Regions from separate parts of the Sus scrofa genome. Here all the other regions are linked to region 2. Evidence: chromatin contacts called from public HiChIP or PLAC-seq data. All regions are on one chromosome and are shown on one strand. The core of a region is the stretch at or near the end of the contact, and the rest is flanking DNA. Distances in the headings are between cores, read along the strand shown.

Region 1 (2,700 bases), core at 62-2,561, 150 kb before region 2:
AACAAAGTGACAGCTTTAGAAATACTCATTAGAATTTAAAGGAAAATACTTAAGATAGAAGCCATATTTCCACCTAGAAAAATGACACAAAACTAATGAATGCGGACGACAGTCACATCTGCCCAGCTCCAGTCCCAAGACTTTCCTTCTCAGATATGCACTCACTTAAATAATATATACAAATATCTTAACCCACTCCAACAATCACAGACATGACTCTGAGGAAGCAATTCAAAGTGATTCTTCCATTGTGACTGAAAATACTACAAAACAAAAGAGAACTTCTAAAAGCACACATGAGAGGCTTTATAAATACAACAAATATTAAGTCCTTGAGAGAAATGACATTCACCTTCAGAGTGAAAAGAAGTATTAAGAAACTGAATTCAAAAATTGGTTCTCATCAGTTATTAATAGTCAGAACTCAACATCCATTCAAGCAAGAATAGAGTAAATGGCTACTGAAGACCTACTCTGTGCCAACACAGCTGTATTAAAATAGACAGGACCCTTGGACATGGGAAGTTTCTAGTCCATCAAAGGAAAACACAATGAAAATATCATCCAAATAAATGAAAAATACAGTTATGACAAATGATCTGAAGGGAAGACTACACAATAAACTAGAGTATGAAACAAGGGCCTGTGATTTGTTCACAGTGCAGGGGGGGCAGGGGGAGAGTTTCTTGGACAAAGTGACAACTGAGCAGAAATCTGTAGATGGGCCAACAGAAAGGACTGGAGGAATTTAAATGCATCTCATCATTCTTCAAGATGTTCATTTTCTAGCCTTTAACTTCCAAATGAATTGTAGAACCCAGATCTCTTCATGGGCAGAAATTGCATTTTATCCCTCTGTGTTCCTGTAGTACCTGTAGCCCCAGGCACAGCAGAAGATGCAAATCATAATCCACCTTAAAACACTTTGCTGAAAACTGAATGCAAGCCTGCAAGTAATGTTGATTACCTGAAGTATTTTACTTTTTAAAAGTACTGTCCATATCTACTGTTGCAATAACTTTGATCAAAACACTTGACACAGTCTCTGCACCAAGAAAAACAACACAAAAAGAGGGCTACGACTGGAGCTTTAGCCCTCTTTTCCAGAGGAAGCCAAGCCTGGTGGGAAGCAGCAGCAGCAGCAGCAGGTGCGGGGACTGGGCAAACTCCAACAGAAGGGAGTATGTGGCACACCAGAGCCAGAGCTGACTCACAATATGTGAGTCCGAATGGGCCTACAGCTCTCTGTACCAGGAAGTCGTGCAAATGTTCATTACGAAAGGGGGAAGTGGTCATAGAAATACTACAGCCCTGCTGATAGGGAGCTAAGGATAACATGATTACCAAAACCATTAACAGAACCATGCCCTGTCACTCACACAGCACTACCACAAAGTGCCTGTGTTTCTCTTACAACCTTAAAAGGCCCTGAGAAATCTGAGTCATTTTCAGTTATGACTATAAACATCATCCTTACCATAGCATGGGATTCCTTTGTTTTTAAAATGGAGAGCAGTTCCCAATGGCATACTCTTCTGCTTGTTTCCACAGAAAGAAATTAATAACAGAAACAGAGATGTAATATTCTAAGATGTGAATTCCCTCCCTCTCCTGTTTACCTCTACCTTCCCCCTCCACATAAAGGAGTCTTGCCTTTGGGGCAAGCAGAATGGCCTGTCTTCTGCCTTCTACGACAGATCTATGGCATGGGGACAGAGATGATCTGTCCACACAAGAGGACTGATCGGTGCCTCTTGTTCTCGCACATGACTAGCCTGAACAACAGGACCTCAGCGGTACTGCCCTTCTCGGAGAATATTCAGGACCCAGCAAGGGCTCCTGAGACTGGTGTGCAAACAGCTCCCTTGTAAGTTTTCCTGCACTGGGCAGAGGGAACTTTCTCAACCATCACTGTGCATCCACGCGAACTTCCTTAAATGGAGATTTGTTCTTAGGGGATTTTTTATTTTTATTTTTAATTTTTTTTTTCTTTTTACTGCTGTACCTGTGTCATATGGATTAGGTGTCGAATCACACCAGCAGCCACTGGTCTATGCTACAGCCTTGCAAGCTTGTGGCAACGAGGGATCCTAAACCCACTAAGCGAGACCAGAGATCAAACTCAAATCCTGGAGTTCCCGTCGTGGCACAGCGGTTAACGAATCCGACTAGGAACCATGAAGTTGCGGGTTTGATCCCTGCCCCTGCTCAGTGGGTTAACGATCCGGCGTTGCCGTGAGCTGTGGTGTAGGTTGCAGACGCGGCTCGGATCCCGAGTTGCTGTGGCTCTGGCGTAGGCCAGCGGCTACAGCTCCGATTCGACCCCTAGCCTGGGAACCTCCATATGCCGCGGGAGTGGCCCAAAGAAATAGCAAAAAGACAAAAAAAAACAAAAAAACAAAAAAACAAACTCAAATCCTCACGGAGACAATGTTGGGTTCTTAACCCACTGAGCCACAGGGGGAACTCCCCCAGGGGATTTTTTTTTTTTTAATTTATACATCATTGGCAATATATAATATGCTTTACAGTGGTTACTGATGCTAATCAGTGTGGTTAAGTGAGAAAAAAAATAGCCTCCCCTCTCAGATTGTGAAATCAAATCTTAGGTACTCAAATCAGTAAAAATAAATTTATAAAAGGGGTAAAGAAATAAAGCTTGGAAGGCAGCTGATGAAACAGTTTACACATACTTATTTC
Region 2 (2,700 bases), core at 9-2,508:
ATATATATTTAAAAAGTTACAACTATCATGCCAGGTATTCATTCATTCAATCAGAAATAGTTCTTGGACACCTACTCCTTCCTAAGTACAGTGCTAGTTTGTGAGGATAATATGGTGAGTAAAATCGATAAGGTCTATTTGTACTCATGTACTTCAGAGTGTAATGTATAACAGAGGTTATTAATTTTATCTTCACTCATTATTAAACTGTGACAAGTGGTACAAAAGAAAATATTGGGCCCTAGATGAGCATGTCACAGAGGGACTTGATCTAATCTGGGAGTCCAGGGAGTCAATTTTGAGTTCATACATAAAGCAAGATTTATGCAATGGAATGGATGGAAGGATGGATGGGCCCATTTCACATTTCAGCACAAAGCAGGCAACACAAAGGTGTCGACGACCTGTGGACTATGGAACTTTGGAAGATCTAGAACATGATCATTGCAGTTGGCACGAAGGGAGCATGGAGAACCATGAGCCTGGACCTTTCTTTCAGGCACCATTAGTGTTTTGTTAAGGAGTTTGGCCTTGGGTAACTGTTAGAGGATTTAAGCTGGGAAGTGAAATAAGATTTATATTTTTGTACAGTTGCTCCAGACAGTGTATTGGGAGACAAGCATAGATCACCTCAATGTCCAAGTAATTTGTGTTAAAGCCTAGAGCTCAAGTCCAAATCGTTAGAAATGTCAAACTATTTTAAAATACGTTGCATCAACCTGACTATTTAATAATACGTTGAGATTGCAAAGTGTTTCAAATGCTTACTTGAGGGTAGTTATAAAAGCATAAAATGAGTAGTCTGTCACAATGTCAGCACTATTCTTTATTTCAAATTCAAAGGCATCCTAATTTGCATTCAAGGTGTACACACACACACACACACACATTTAGAGCCAGTAGGTTCTCTATTAACAAAAAATAAAGCAAAGTAAAAGCTCAATGGCAAAGCCTATTGATGCACAATGGCTTCCATACTTGCCACAGTTTCTATGCTGCCTGTTCTTCATGCCAAGAACAATTCTGAGTAGGTGAAGTACGATGTCTTTCCCCTTACTTGTGAATTACAAAGCTATCCTTTTGTCCAAATTAAGATTGCATTCATTATAAGACAAATCCTGAACAACTGAAAGAAATTCTGTAATACAATTCAAGAATTTACATGAAATCATCAATTACTTCTCTATTTTCCCCTTCTTCCTCTTCTCCTTTTTGTTCTCCTCCCCCTCTTGCTTCATTCCCTGGGGACTTTCCTAGTGTCATTTTTCCACTGAGCCCCAAACTGTGGATCTAGCGAGGCTTTCAGAACTATTCTGAGGAGCTCTTTGCTTAACAAAATTGATGTGCTCATTTTCTCCTCTTAATCTTTGACCCACTCTCTCACTTTTATTCCTCTTGCCCAGAACAATTATGTCCTCTTAAGGTGGGAGCTTCATGAGTCATTCCTCTCATAGATGTCAAAGAAAAACCATTTGGAAATTGGGAAATCCAATAAAGAAAATAACACAATCATAGTTACAAGCAATTATAAATACATTGTTACAAAGAAAAATGATTATTGATTAAAAACAAACAATGCTTTCAGAAATTTTACTCTTCTGGGAGGAAATCCACACTTTTTATGAATCAAAAGTGAAACTTCTTTATTACCAAATCTTTCCATCTGAAGCTCTTCAAACATTCAATAAGAAAGTAGTCTCAATAATCACATTTATAATTTAAAAAATGGTGGAAACTTAAAATTTTAAGATCAGAGGGTCAGTGATACAATTGGAAGAGACTAATATGTTCTAATATATGACCAAAGCAATTATTTTTATTGCACATTGCAAATGAAGTTAGGAATTTTTGCTAAAAATGAAAATAGAGACATAAACTAAAGCTATATTAAAGATTATAAGAGAACATGGAGTTCCCGTTGTGGCGCAGTGGTTAGTGACTCCGACTAGGAACCATGAGGTTGGAACCATGAGGTTGCAGGTTCGATCCCCGCACTTTCTCAGGGCTAAGAATCCAGGATTGCCATGAGCTGTGGTGTAGGTCGCAGACACGGCTCAGATCCACGTTGCTGTGGCTCTGGCGTAGGCTGGTGGCTACAGCTCCAGTTAGACCCCTAGCCTGGGAACCTCCATATGCCGCTGGAGCGGCCCTAGAAAAGGCAAAAAGACAACAACAAAAAGATTATAAGAGAACATAATAAAACACAAGTCAGAAATTTGAAAGCATACATGAAGAAACAGTTTTCTCAAGAGGCTAAGATAATCAAACCAAGGCAAAGATTAAAACAAAAAAGAAAACAAGCAAAACATCAGAAAACCTAATAGACTACTAGCACTTTAGCAGGTAATTTCATGGTAATGCCAACTAATAACTTTGTTCTGCTTAAGAAAAGATTAGATAGACTTCAAGGTCAAATGTTAGAAGAGACACATGCTTAAGGAAAGATTCTTCTGACCTATATTTTTTCTTTTTGCTCTTTTTTTTTTTAGGATTACACTACCTGCAGCATATGGAAGTTCCCAGAGCTGCAGCTGCCAGCCTACACCACAGCCACAGCAATGTGGGATCCCAGCTGTATCTGTGACCTATACCATGGTAAAGCCGGATCCTTAACCCACTGAGCAAGGCCAGGGATCGAACTCACCATCCTCATGGATACTGGTAGGGTTTGTTACCACTGAGCCATGATGGGAACTCCCA
Region 3 (2,700 bases), core at 184-2,683, 190 kb before region 2:
TGGGAACTGGTAGTCTGATGTTTCCATTTTTTTTTTTTTTTTTTTTGGCTTTTGGTCTTTTCTAGCGCTGCACTCGCGGCATGTGGTGGTTTCCAGGCTAGAGGTCTAATCAGAGCTGTAGCTGCCAGCCTACTCTAGAGTCACAGCAATGCGGGATTCGAGCTGTGTCTGCGACCTACACCACAGCTCACAGCAACATCAGATCCCCAACCCACTGAGTAAGGCCAGGGATTGAACCTGCAACTTCATGGTTCCTAGTCAGATTCGTTAATCACTGAGCCACAACGGGAACTCCTCCATCTAGATTTTATGGTTTTGAAAAATAGTCTCCTCTTTGTTTCTTCCATCTGTATGCCTCCTGTCATCACTTTTTTCTGGTTTTCAGAGTCTGATCAGACTGTTTTGCCTAGGCTCCAGAAGCAGAAGCAGGAGCAGCAATATGCTAGAGAGGACATTATAAACATCCAATCCAAGATCTTCTGACAGGTCAGTTAGATGAAATGATGCTGTAGTAACAAGCATTCTCAAAATCTCACTGGTTTAACAGGAAAAAAAAAAAAAAAAAAGGATTCTTATGTCACTCACACCCCCTGGTTACTATGGAATCAGAGGAGAGAGAGAAAGCTACTCATTGTCTCTGAGGAGCCCCGAGTCATGGCGTCCTGAGGATATGGGAACCCCCACACCAGCACTTATGCCAACACTAGTTGTATGTCCACTGCTAACATAAGCGGTATGAAAATATAGTCCTGGCACATGTCAGGAGAGGAGAGCCAGAAGATCTGTTGAGTAGTCCTATTGACCCACTACTAATGGAAATCCAGAAATCCAGAGGAAGTGAACTGGTCCACCCTGATGTATGTGGCCTCTCTCTCTTTTTCTTTTCAAGGAGACATATGTTGGGGTTATGGGCCTAGATACAGTAGCATAGCTTCCTCAAACCTTAAGGAATCTTCAGCATGCCCTGACCTACAAAGCATCAACTTCAAAATTATAATCATCCAACCACCAAAAAGGTAATCAAAATGTAGAAGAGTCACAATCTTGTAATCTTCCAACCTATTTTAAGCATTAGTCACAATAAAAAGGTTAGACTATTACTCATATGCCTTCAATTTTTTTAAATGGATGATGGCATGACCATAAAGCAAAGGATACTTTATTTGGGGTCAAAGTTTGAAACATCATAAGCAAATGACCAGAATCATTTCATGCCTGCCCAGATGGGAATTTTGTGACTTGTAATTTCCTACCTTTCTAAAAATATTAATCTCAAGTTGCTTTCAATGGCACTGATCATTTTTTTAAAATAAATACATGATGTAGGAGCAAATTTATGATGAAAAACATAACCTCATTTTGTTGCATGATTCAAGATGAGACATATTCAGACTGATCAGAGGGTTAATAATGTTCCCCCAGAGACTAACTCACTTCCTGTACGAGAGCCTATGAATCAGAACTGTCATCAGTATTTATTAGTATGGTTCAACTCAGCTAGAATGCTTCTTTAGAATGACTTGGCCAGGTAGAGCTAAAATTACCTACTTAGATAATAAATTTATTATTGGTCACTTTTTCTATATCTTCCTTCAACCTACTTTAGGAGGGTTTTGCCTCAATGGAGGCAATCTCTGTTATTTCCATCTCTTACAGAAAATGTAGATGTGGTTAGCTGCCTTTCTCATTAGATGTCACATAAAAAAGAAGATACCAAATAGCCCATTATGCATATTGAGGTACTTTTGTTCTTCAAACTCCATTAAGTTCTTATAAACCTCAATTAAGTAAAAGAACACCTAATTAGAACAGTCTGTTTCCAATAGACTTGGAACTTTGCAAAGAAGATGACTCCAAGACCTCAGGCCTAACCGCTCTCTCCCATGTGTCCAAGCCACAGTATTTGAGACCAGACAGTAAATTCATTCTTATTTAAGTAAATCAAACTGGTTCTGCTGTTATTCACCTTTAGATCATGAGGCTTCTGGGAAGTTATTTATTCTGGGAACATCCTCTATAGTTAGAGAAAATCTAGACCACGCAAGAACATGGTTTGCATTAATTAAGACTTAAATTGAGCCAAAACTTATAAGTGAAAGAGGCAAGGGGGGAAAAATCCAGACCATTTATGACTTTTGAGACTTCACTTGAATAAAAGTCCAAATATTGATCTAATTTGAACAGTCCATAAATGATCAGTATTTTATTAATAACATAAAATACTAATAGAGAAGAATATAAGTACTTTAATATATGCTTGCTGAAGAAACAAAAAATATTCAAATATATATGATGGTATGACTGAGGCCTAGATATCAGGAAATATGTGTTAAAAAAAAAATCAATGTATGCTAAAGTGATCCTCCAAACAAAAATAGGTATTTCAAATAAAAAGCAGTTGAATTCTATCTGGCATGTAATGATTAATTATATCCCACAAATTTTTTTCTTTCATGAGGAAGGAGGTTAAATTACTGCAATTAAAGTTTTAAGCTTTTGAGCAAAGTTCAACTCAAGTTAAAAAATCAGTCATTGGAGTTCCCGTCGTGGCACAGCACAAACGAATCCAACTAGGAACCGTGAGGTTGCGGGTTCAGCACCTGGCCTCACTCAATGGGTTAAGGATCCAGCATTGCTGCCGTGAACTGTGGTGGAGGTTGAAGACGTGGCTCAGATTTGTCATTGCTGTGGCTCTGGCAT

The links. HiChIP or PLAC-seq counts read pairs in DNA pulled down with a chosen protein or histone mark.
Region 1: a contact with region 2 is called in an H3K27ac HiChIP or PLAC-seq map of alveolar macrophages. The contact joins two enhancer-like sites. A contact is called at or near these places in 1 of 47 Hi-C or Micro-C datasets (fetal heart ventricle) and 1 of 2 datasets of contacts at active chromatin or transcription factors (alveolar macrophages).
Region 3: an H3K27ac HiChIP or PLAC-seq map of alveolar macrophages shows a contact between it and region 2. The contact joins two enhancer-like sites. A contact is called at or near these places in 11 of 47 Hi-C or Micro-C datasets (embryonic fibroblasts, fetal skeletal muscle, heart right ventricle and 5 more) and 1 of 2 datasets of contacts at active chromatin or transcription factors (alveolar macrophages).

What each region holds. Positions count from the first base shown.
Region 1 is chr16:30,370,607-30,373,306 of Sscrofa11.1, reverse strand. The region is part of intron 3 of PARP8 (poly [ADP-ribose] polymerase 8); the gene reads right to left. Among named protein-coding and RNA genes, the nearest start is that of PARP8, 67 kb to the right of the region's middle. Within about 2 kb of position 1,311, at least 12 of the 83 cell types and tissues checked have an H3K27ac peak or open chromatin away from gene starts, as enhancers often do. A contact at or near this core is called in alveolar macrophages, where this site is marked.
Region 2 is chr16:30,224,624-30,227,323 of Sscrofa11.1, reverse strand. No RefSeq gene overlaps it. Among named protein-coding and RNA genes, the nearest start is that of EMB, 55 kb to the right of the region's middle. Within about 2 kb of position 1,258, at least 1 of the 83 cell types and tissues checked has an H3K27ac peak or open chromatin away from gene starts, as enhancers often do. A contact at or near this core is called in alveolar macrophages, where this site is marked.
Region 3 is chr16:30,410,049-30,412,748 of Sscrofa11.1, reverse strand. All of the region lies in intron 8 of PARP8 (poly [ADP-ribose] polymerase 8), which reads right to left. Among named protein-coding and RNA genes, the nearest start is that of PARP8, 110 kb to the right of the region's middle. Within about 2 kb of position 1,433, at least 4 of the 83 cell types and tissues checked have an H3K27ac peak or open chromatin away from gene starts, as enhancers often do. A contact at or near this core is called in alveolar macrophages, where this site is marked.